Regions from separate parts of the Rattus norvegicus genome. Here region 2 is linked to region 1. A link is a contact called in public Hi-C data. All regions are on one chromosome and are shown on one strand. The core of a region is the stretch at or near the end of the contact, and the rest is flanking DNA. Distances in the headings are between cores, read along the strand shown.

What was found. A called contact is a pair of places that touch in the nucleus more often than the background predicts.
Region 2: a contact with region 1 is called in a Hi-C map of frontal cortex, with 3 times the contacts expected there. The contact joins the enhancer-like site here to the promoter of LOC102547703 in region 1. A contact is called at or near these places in 7 of 12 Hi-C or Micro-C datasets (the Rat2 cell line, Schwann cells, frontal cortex and 4 more) and 1 of 1 datasets of contacts at active chromatin or transcription factors (oligodendrocytes).

What each region holds. Positions count from the first base shown.
Region 1 is chr6:55,485,947-55,489,472 of GRCr8, forward strand. LOC102547703 reads right to left here and starts at 1,320. Exons shown (of 4, transcript XR_010052628.1): 1 at 809-1,320. Atxn7l1 (ataxin 7-like 1) reads left to right here and starts at 1,373. Exons shown (of 11, transcript NM_001427851.1): 1 at 1,373-1,596; 2 at 2,119-2,187. The coding sequence starts at 1,416.
Region 2 is chr6:55,666,734-55,670,016 of GRCr8, forward strand. All of the region lies in intron 4 of Atxn7l1 (ataxin 7-like 1), which reads left to right. Among named protein-coding and RNA genes, the nearest start is that of Efcab10, 64 kb to the right of the region's middle. Within about 2 kb of position 1,583, at least 6 of the 93 cell types and tissues checked have an H3K27ac peak or open chromatin away from gene starts, as enhancers often do.

The sequences.
Region 1 (3,526 bases), core at 70-2,569:
TCGGTGGAATAATGTCAGGTACCGTGCCTGGTTCATCTAAGATCTGAGAAATATTTCCCAAACCACAAGTATTTAAAGTGAGGTAATGCCTTATCCACTGGCACCTTAGGTAGCAATCCATCCAAAAAAACCGGAGAGTTATCTATGTTTGATATAAGCAGGCCCACTCCCACACACATCACAGCTGAAAACAAGCCTCTAGATGCTCCTTCATCACCCCATTTAAATGCAGGTTTTGAGGTTCATGGTGTGGAGTGCCAGGACGTTCCAGCCCCACCAGAATACAGCTCAGAAGCAAGCAATGCTTCGGTGTGGAGCAGACGAGCTCCTCGGACAGCAGAGGTAAGAATGGAAGGATGTTTTATAAATGGAAAAGTTATTGATTGTGGGGTAAGGGTGTCTATACAGTTTAGGGAATTCCTAGTAAGCAAACAATTTTAAAGAGATAGATAACAGGAGATGTTAAGGTCTCAGTTACCAGCCCCTAGGGTCAGAAGAGACTTCTCAAAGCTCCAGGAGTCCACGCTTCTGGCAGTCAAGTTTCCCGGGGGTGGGGGTTGGGGGTGGGGGATGCTAAGTCTTCTGGTCAACCTGCTCAGTGGAAGTGCTGGATCTGCGGGAAGGGCTTAGCATCAACTGAGAGTCCTGAGCTCGCTCAGACCGGTGTGCGCGGAGCAAAGTCTCTGCGGTGGCTCTACCAGCTGGGACACACAACGCACAGACCCCCTGGGAACCAGAGCCAAAATGACTGTGGAATTTTGCCTGCCAAGCTCGGGATGGGATGATCACTCCCCTCGCCCCCACTCACCTGATTCTTGGAGTTAAGTCCATTTCCCCTTTGCTTCTGCTTCCTGAAGGCATCTGCTAAGCGATCGGGTTCCAAGGCTCACCGAGAAATGAGACAGGGTGAAGCGGATGGTAGGTGGGAGGTGTACTCGCTAGAGCTCCCGCTCTGTCCTGAGAGATAAGGATGGAGGGGTGCGAACCAGCCGATTTCGTCCCCACTAAACCTCCGGGATCCTTCCAGGACGTCGCGCGGTGGGTGACTGGGACTTTGGGAGGAAGGGATTTGCAGCGAGCAAAACTTTCGGTCCTCCAGCGGCGACTGGGCGAAAGAACCTTTGCTTCTTTCCGGAGTTGCACCAGTCTCCGGGTTGCTGGCTGGACAGGGCGGCGGGGTGCAGCATCCTTGCGAGGTGACCCTGCCCCACTGAACCAGCCGCGCACTCAGGCTCTGCTCTCAGCCTGCTGGACTCCGCGCTCTCCCCGGCCCCGCGCACTCTGCGCCTCTCTGGCGCCCCCAGCGGCCTCACGCAGCACAGCAGGGCCCCGCAGGGCCGAGCGCGCCCCGCCTCCCGCCTCTTCTGCCGCCCTCCTCCCCCTCTCAGAACACTCAATGTCGGAACGTTCCGAAGATGACGTCGGAGCGTTCTCGAATCCCGTGTCTCTCGGCTGCTGCTGCCGAAGGAACAGGGAAAAAGCAACAAGAAGGAACAGCAATGGCGACACTGCACCGCAAAGTGCCCAGTCCGGAGGCGTTTCTGGGCAAACCCTGGTCCTCCTGGATCGACGCCGCCAAATTACACTGCTCCGACAGTAAGAACCCCACCGCCTGTTCCTCCTTTTATTATCCTGTAACCTTTCCATTCACCTAGAGCCACTGGGAAAAAGTGTGTGTGTGAGAGAGAGTGGCCCCCGGCGTCCTCCATGCTTCTCTCTCTCTCTCTAAATAAATACACACAGACACAGACCATCAGAGCACAGAGAGGCCCGGTTGCCAGCAAGGCTGTCTGTCTGTCTGTGCCTGGCTCTCCGGGGCAAGCAGCCCGCGGGGTGGGCTTTCGCAGCCCCACGGTGGTGTCTGTTTAAAAGGCGACTCTGTTGCTGCTTGCATAGTTTTTTTTTCTTTTTTTCTTTTTTTGGGGGTACCTATCTGGGCCAGGTAGATGAAAACCCAGACTCGGGAGAAAATGTTGCATTGTCAAATTTTGCAAGATTTTCAGATACAGTATTTAGATCGATCTGTTTGTCAATAAACACTCTCCCTCCCCCCCTTGACTTTGGCATTCCCCCCCTTTTTTCCTCATTTTCTTTTTTCCTTTTCTTTTTCATCTGCAGATGTAGATTTAGAAGAGGCTGGAAAAGAGGGTGGCAAAAGCAGGGAGGTTATGAGGCTTAATAAAGAAGGTAAGTGGAGCTCTTGGTATGTTAGTGTTAGCTTGTGTGGCACAGTCTTCACAGGCTTTGGAATAGAATGTGAATTGTTCTGCTGGGTACAGAGTGACTAAGGCTTGTCAAAAATCGAGCACGCCCAGGTGACTACTGCTTCACTGTTAACTTCCTTCCAAGTATAAATACAACTGGGGGGGTCTTTCAGTCTGGGGGAGGCTGTGGAAGGCAGAAGTTTACTGCACTCCGCTGGAGTCCACATCTAAACCTCCTGATGGTGTCTGCCATTCTTGGAGCACCATGGGCCAATGGTGGTGGTGGGGTTTGGAACCCCCGAGTGAGGCATGGGGCTCCCCTTCACAAGCATTCCAGCCTCCCTCATATGTAAATTCACAAGTTTTAATGAACCCCACATGGCCGGTCATTCCAGCAGCTACTTCTCCACTCTCACTGAAAAAAAACCATTGCACATGGCAAGCCTTGGCTGCAAGTAACATTTTGTTTCTGGTCACAGACTGTAGACAGTGGCCTGGGTTAGGGGTATCAACATGTGCAGATCTTTAGCCTGTGCTCCAAAGCCCCCATCTGTGTTTCCCAGCATGAAAATATGATACCTGAAAGGGGACACATTGAATGGACGATGATCCCAGATCTGGGCATGAGTGAAGCCTTAATGCCAGGCCTGGGCATCACCGTACAGCTTTGGTTGTTGTAAGTCAGTGATCCTTGGTTGCAAGGCCACCATTTGTCACTCTGGCCTCTGACTTCCAATGGAGCCACTCTGGAGGCCACTTTTTGCTTAAAGAAAGGATGGGTTCATTTGAATCATGATGCACTATCTGGAGTCTTGTATGCAGAACTGGCCCAACGAAATTGGTGTTGGGAGGGAGGCACAGAGGGGCAGAAGGAAGTGATGGGACGTGTCAGGAAAGTTCAGACGTAACTTGGCTGGTGGAGCATTTGCTCATCCACGATGAAGGGAGAGAAGCCATTTGGCTCTGCAGCCTAGTCCCCTGGTGAAGAGGGGGTGTTGCGTGCAGAGGTGGATGAAACCTGCTTGGAAAGTTGGAACTTGTGGACTGACACCTAAGATTGCTGGTTTTCAGTGCCACGTCATTTCCTGACTGTCCAGTAAGATGATCGTTGGTGCTTCAAGAAAGAACCTGGGCATTAAAATGCTTTCATTTTAACTCGAGAGCCGTTCTCAGACACTGTGTTTCTGCTAATTAAGTACTTTGGGAACAAAACATTATTCTAAAGATGTTTGCCTCTAAATATGTTAGCGTGATCTTGATGTGTGCATTTAGGATGCATGGGGGAGTGGTGTCAAGTGGGCTTCCTACAAGTGGCAGCTTGT
Region 2 (3,283 bases), core at 333-2,832, 180 kb after region 1:
CCCTCAAGGCCACTTAAGCACACAAGATTGCCTGTCTATAGGGTTGGCAGACTTGACATGGAATTTGACAGTAGGCATCAGGATACCCTTTCACAGGTAGCTCAGGTTTGAATGCCTGGCTATAAACAGCACCCCTGAGTCAGGCTGATCCCTTGGTATTTTCACACCAAGTTGGACAGTCTGCAGTTGTATGATTTTGCCCCTTTCTATGACTTAGTAGGGAGGGGAAAAACACCTTAAATAAAAGGAAGGGGGAGGCTACACTTGGTATCTCATGTGTTTAGACCCAGCGCCTCAGAGGCATTGGCTATCTGTGTAGCGAGTCTCAGGCCAGCCAGGGCTGCACAGTGAGACCCTGTCTCAAAAAAAATAGTCAAATGAACATAGAAAAATTTAAAAGAAGAAAGGAGAAGGCCGGTGAGATGATCTAGCAGGTGAAAGGCTCACCACAAGCTTGGTGACCTGAGTTCTGTCCTCAGAACTAGCTCCACAAAGTTGGGGACCTCCATACCAACCTCGTGCCATGCATGTGTCCACACACACAATGAAGAGGAGGGACATGGGGAGGAGGAGCCAGGTCTGGTGAGTTCGAGGCAGGAGGATTAAAGGTTCAAGGTCTGCCAGGACTCCAGAGCGAGTTCAAAGCCAGATCGGACAACTTAGCAAGACTCTGTCCCCGAAATAGGCTAGGGGAGAAGCTCAACAATCAAGTGGCTTTGGTCACCGGCATTACAGGAAAGAAAGAGGAAGAGGAAAGGGGAGAAAGAGGAAGACAGCATCCTCCTGTCATCGAACCTGTCTCTTTTGACCCACCTGAGACTCCACATAGCAGACTGTTAGCCCTTCCCCTGCGGTCCCCTTTTCTCTAGTTCACTTGCCTGTCAGAAATCACCCCTGAGGAAGTTGGAAGCCACAGAGTCCATGTAGTCCACAGTGACACAGGGAGGTGGGCAAAAGACAACCGGGAATATATCCATAGTCCCAGCAGATGAACCCATAATCCTGGCATTCAGGATTCAGAGCGGGTAAGATTACTTGACCTTGAGCAAAGGCCCCATCTCAAGAAAGCAAGACGAACCATTTCATCCTTTATTACGAGTCTCTGCTGCGCCAGGGACCAGAGAGACTGTCAGCCAGGGCAACTTTCTCCTCTGCTGTCCCTTCCCACGACAGCCCTGCAAGTAGACTGAAAACTAGGATCTGCCCGATTTTGGCTGATGTGGCAGGAGGCAGGGAAGAGTTGGGAAGAGGCTTTCCTCCCATGGATGGCTTGATGCCTTCTCCTTGGGCCTTATCAACCTGCAAGTGTGTGTTGAATGCTAAATATGCCCCACTATTAAAAATGCAGGAGATGAGCCTGCTGCTCCAGAAGGAAAATGAGCCAAAGCAGAAGAAAAATCAGCAGGCTCCTGGCCTCCCTGTGCACACCCTACAGCGTGGTGGGGGAGGGGCTCCCTCCTTTCAGACGGCCCCTCCCAAAATGCTTGGAAATGGGAGGTGAGTCTTCTGGGAGAGAGGGGACATGTGGGAGCTCATGTGTCCTGGATGCCTTCCCAGTGTTTTATGGAGAGGACCCAGCCAGAGGCCTGTGGGAGGGACTTGGGGCTTAGCTCTTCTAGCCTGGTGCTGGCATGAATTGGGGGTTGGTTCCCAGAAGCCCCAGGGAGTCATATCAGAGCGTCCATGTAGGCTGTGAAATCTTTGCCTTTTCAGTACATCCCTTCCTTACACACACACACACACACACACACAAATGTACACTCCTATACACTCGCATACACACTCAAACATGCGCACACACACACACACACATGCACACATGCACTCACACACTACACAGGCGCACACACACTCCTATACACTCGAATACACACTCAAACATGCACACATTCACACATATGCACACATGCACTTGCACACACACCCACACACACACAGACACACACACAGACACACAGACACAGACACACACACACACAGTGTACTGCTCAGAACTCTTCAGAACTCATCAGTGGCTCTCGGTTGTTTGCCCACAGACAGAGACAGAGAATATGAATGAAAATGAGTGAATGAATGGGAATGTTTGTTCTGAATGTGTTTGTTCTTCTCTGAGGTAAATGGGAGCAGCTGGTCGCAGTGAGTCCCTGGCCGTTTCCTTTCTGTGTTCAGAGTGACTCCTTATAGGGAGAGCCCGGACGTGGGATCCCAGGGTCATCTCAGGTGTCTGCTCTCATCCCTCCCTGACAGGGACATGGAGGACGTTCTTTAAGGAATCACCATCCCTCTCCTGGGTCCGAATTGGCACTAGAGCTTGAGGAGACTTTAATGCTCCAGCCATGGTACCCAGGTAACAGGCTCTCTAAAAGGACATTTTACAACTCCAATACTGGGAGCCAGTGACCTCTGGTGGCCACAGCGGGAAGTGTTCCCACTTGCTGCTCCTGAGGATAGCCAGCTCTAAGCTATTGCTAGGAACTCACTCTTCCAGAATCCACCCAACCCCCAGCCCCTAGCCCTCGGTGGCCTTCATGCTGTTTCCGAAATGATGTGAATCTTGATGGCCACCCATCTGAGTTGTGTGTCTGTGGTTCTTAGTTATGGGGCAATGCGCTGAGCATTGGTAAGGTCTGGAGCTGTCGGCGAAACCTTGTGTGGGCCTGAAGCCCACTGTACCCACAGCTGTTCCCAAGGGCAGCCTGGGCAGCATCACATGCCCTACTACGTTCAGACTACTCTCCAGCTTGCTGATTCTTCCACAGCCCAAGGGTACAAGGGCTCTCCGGGAATACTTAGCACTCCTTGGTCTCCTGGTAATGCTGGGGACCCCCTTCCTAAGCTCCACACCCTTGGAATAAGAGAAAACTGTAGAGAACAGGGCCTCCTTCATCCCGTTGAATGGCCTATGGGTTGTACAGATAGCCTCCCCTAGAAAACAAGGTGCCCTGGAACGTCAGAGTCCCCACATTGCTGGACTGCAGGAATTGTCTTATGGGAATAGGCTGGGCTTCCTGCTTGCTCTGCTTGCAGAAATCCCTATCCAGATGTGAGCTGCAGTGACTCACCCAAGCTCGGGAGTTCCTGAGTATGGAATGACTTGTTCCCTTCTTCCATTTTCCTCTCCATTGTACTTCCAGGATTGCTCTTCTGTGGGTGAGTTTGGAAGCCACCCACCCCACCTTTCTGCTGCCTCCCACTCGTCCACTCCACCCCCTAAACACCAAAGGGACAAAAGGTTTCTGATGGTGACCATGGTTTACACCCCAGGAGGGGCTGTGAGGGAGTG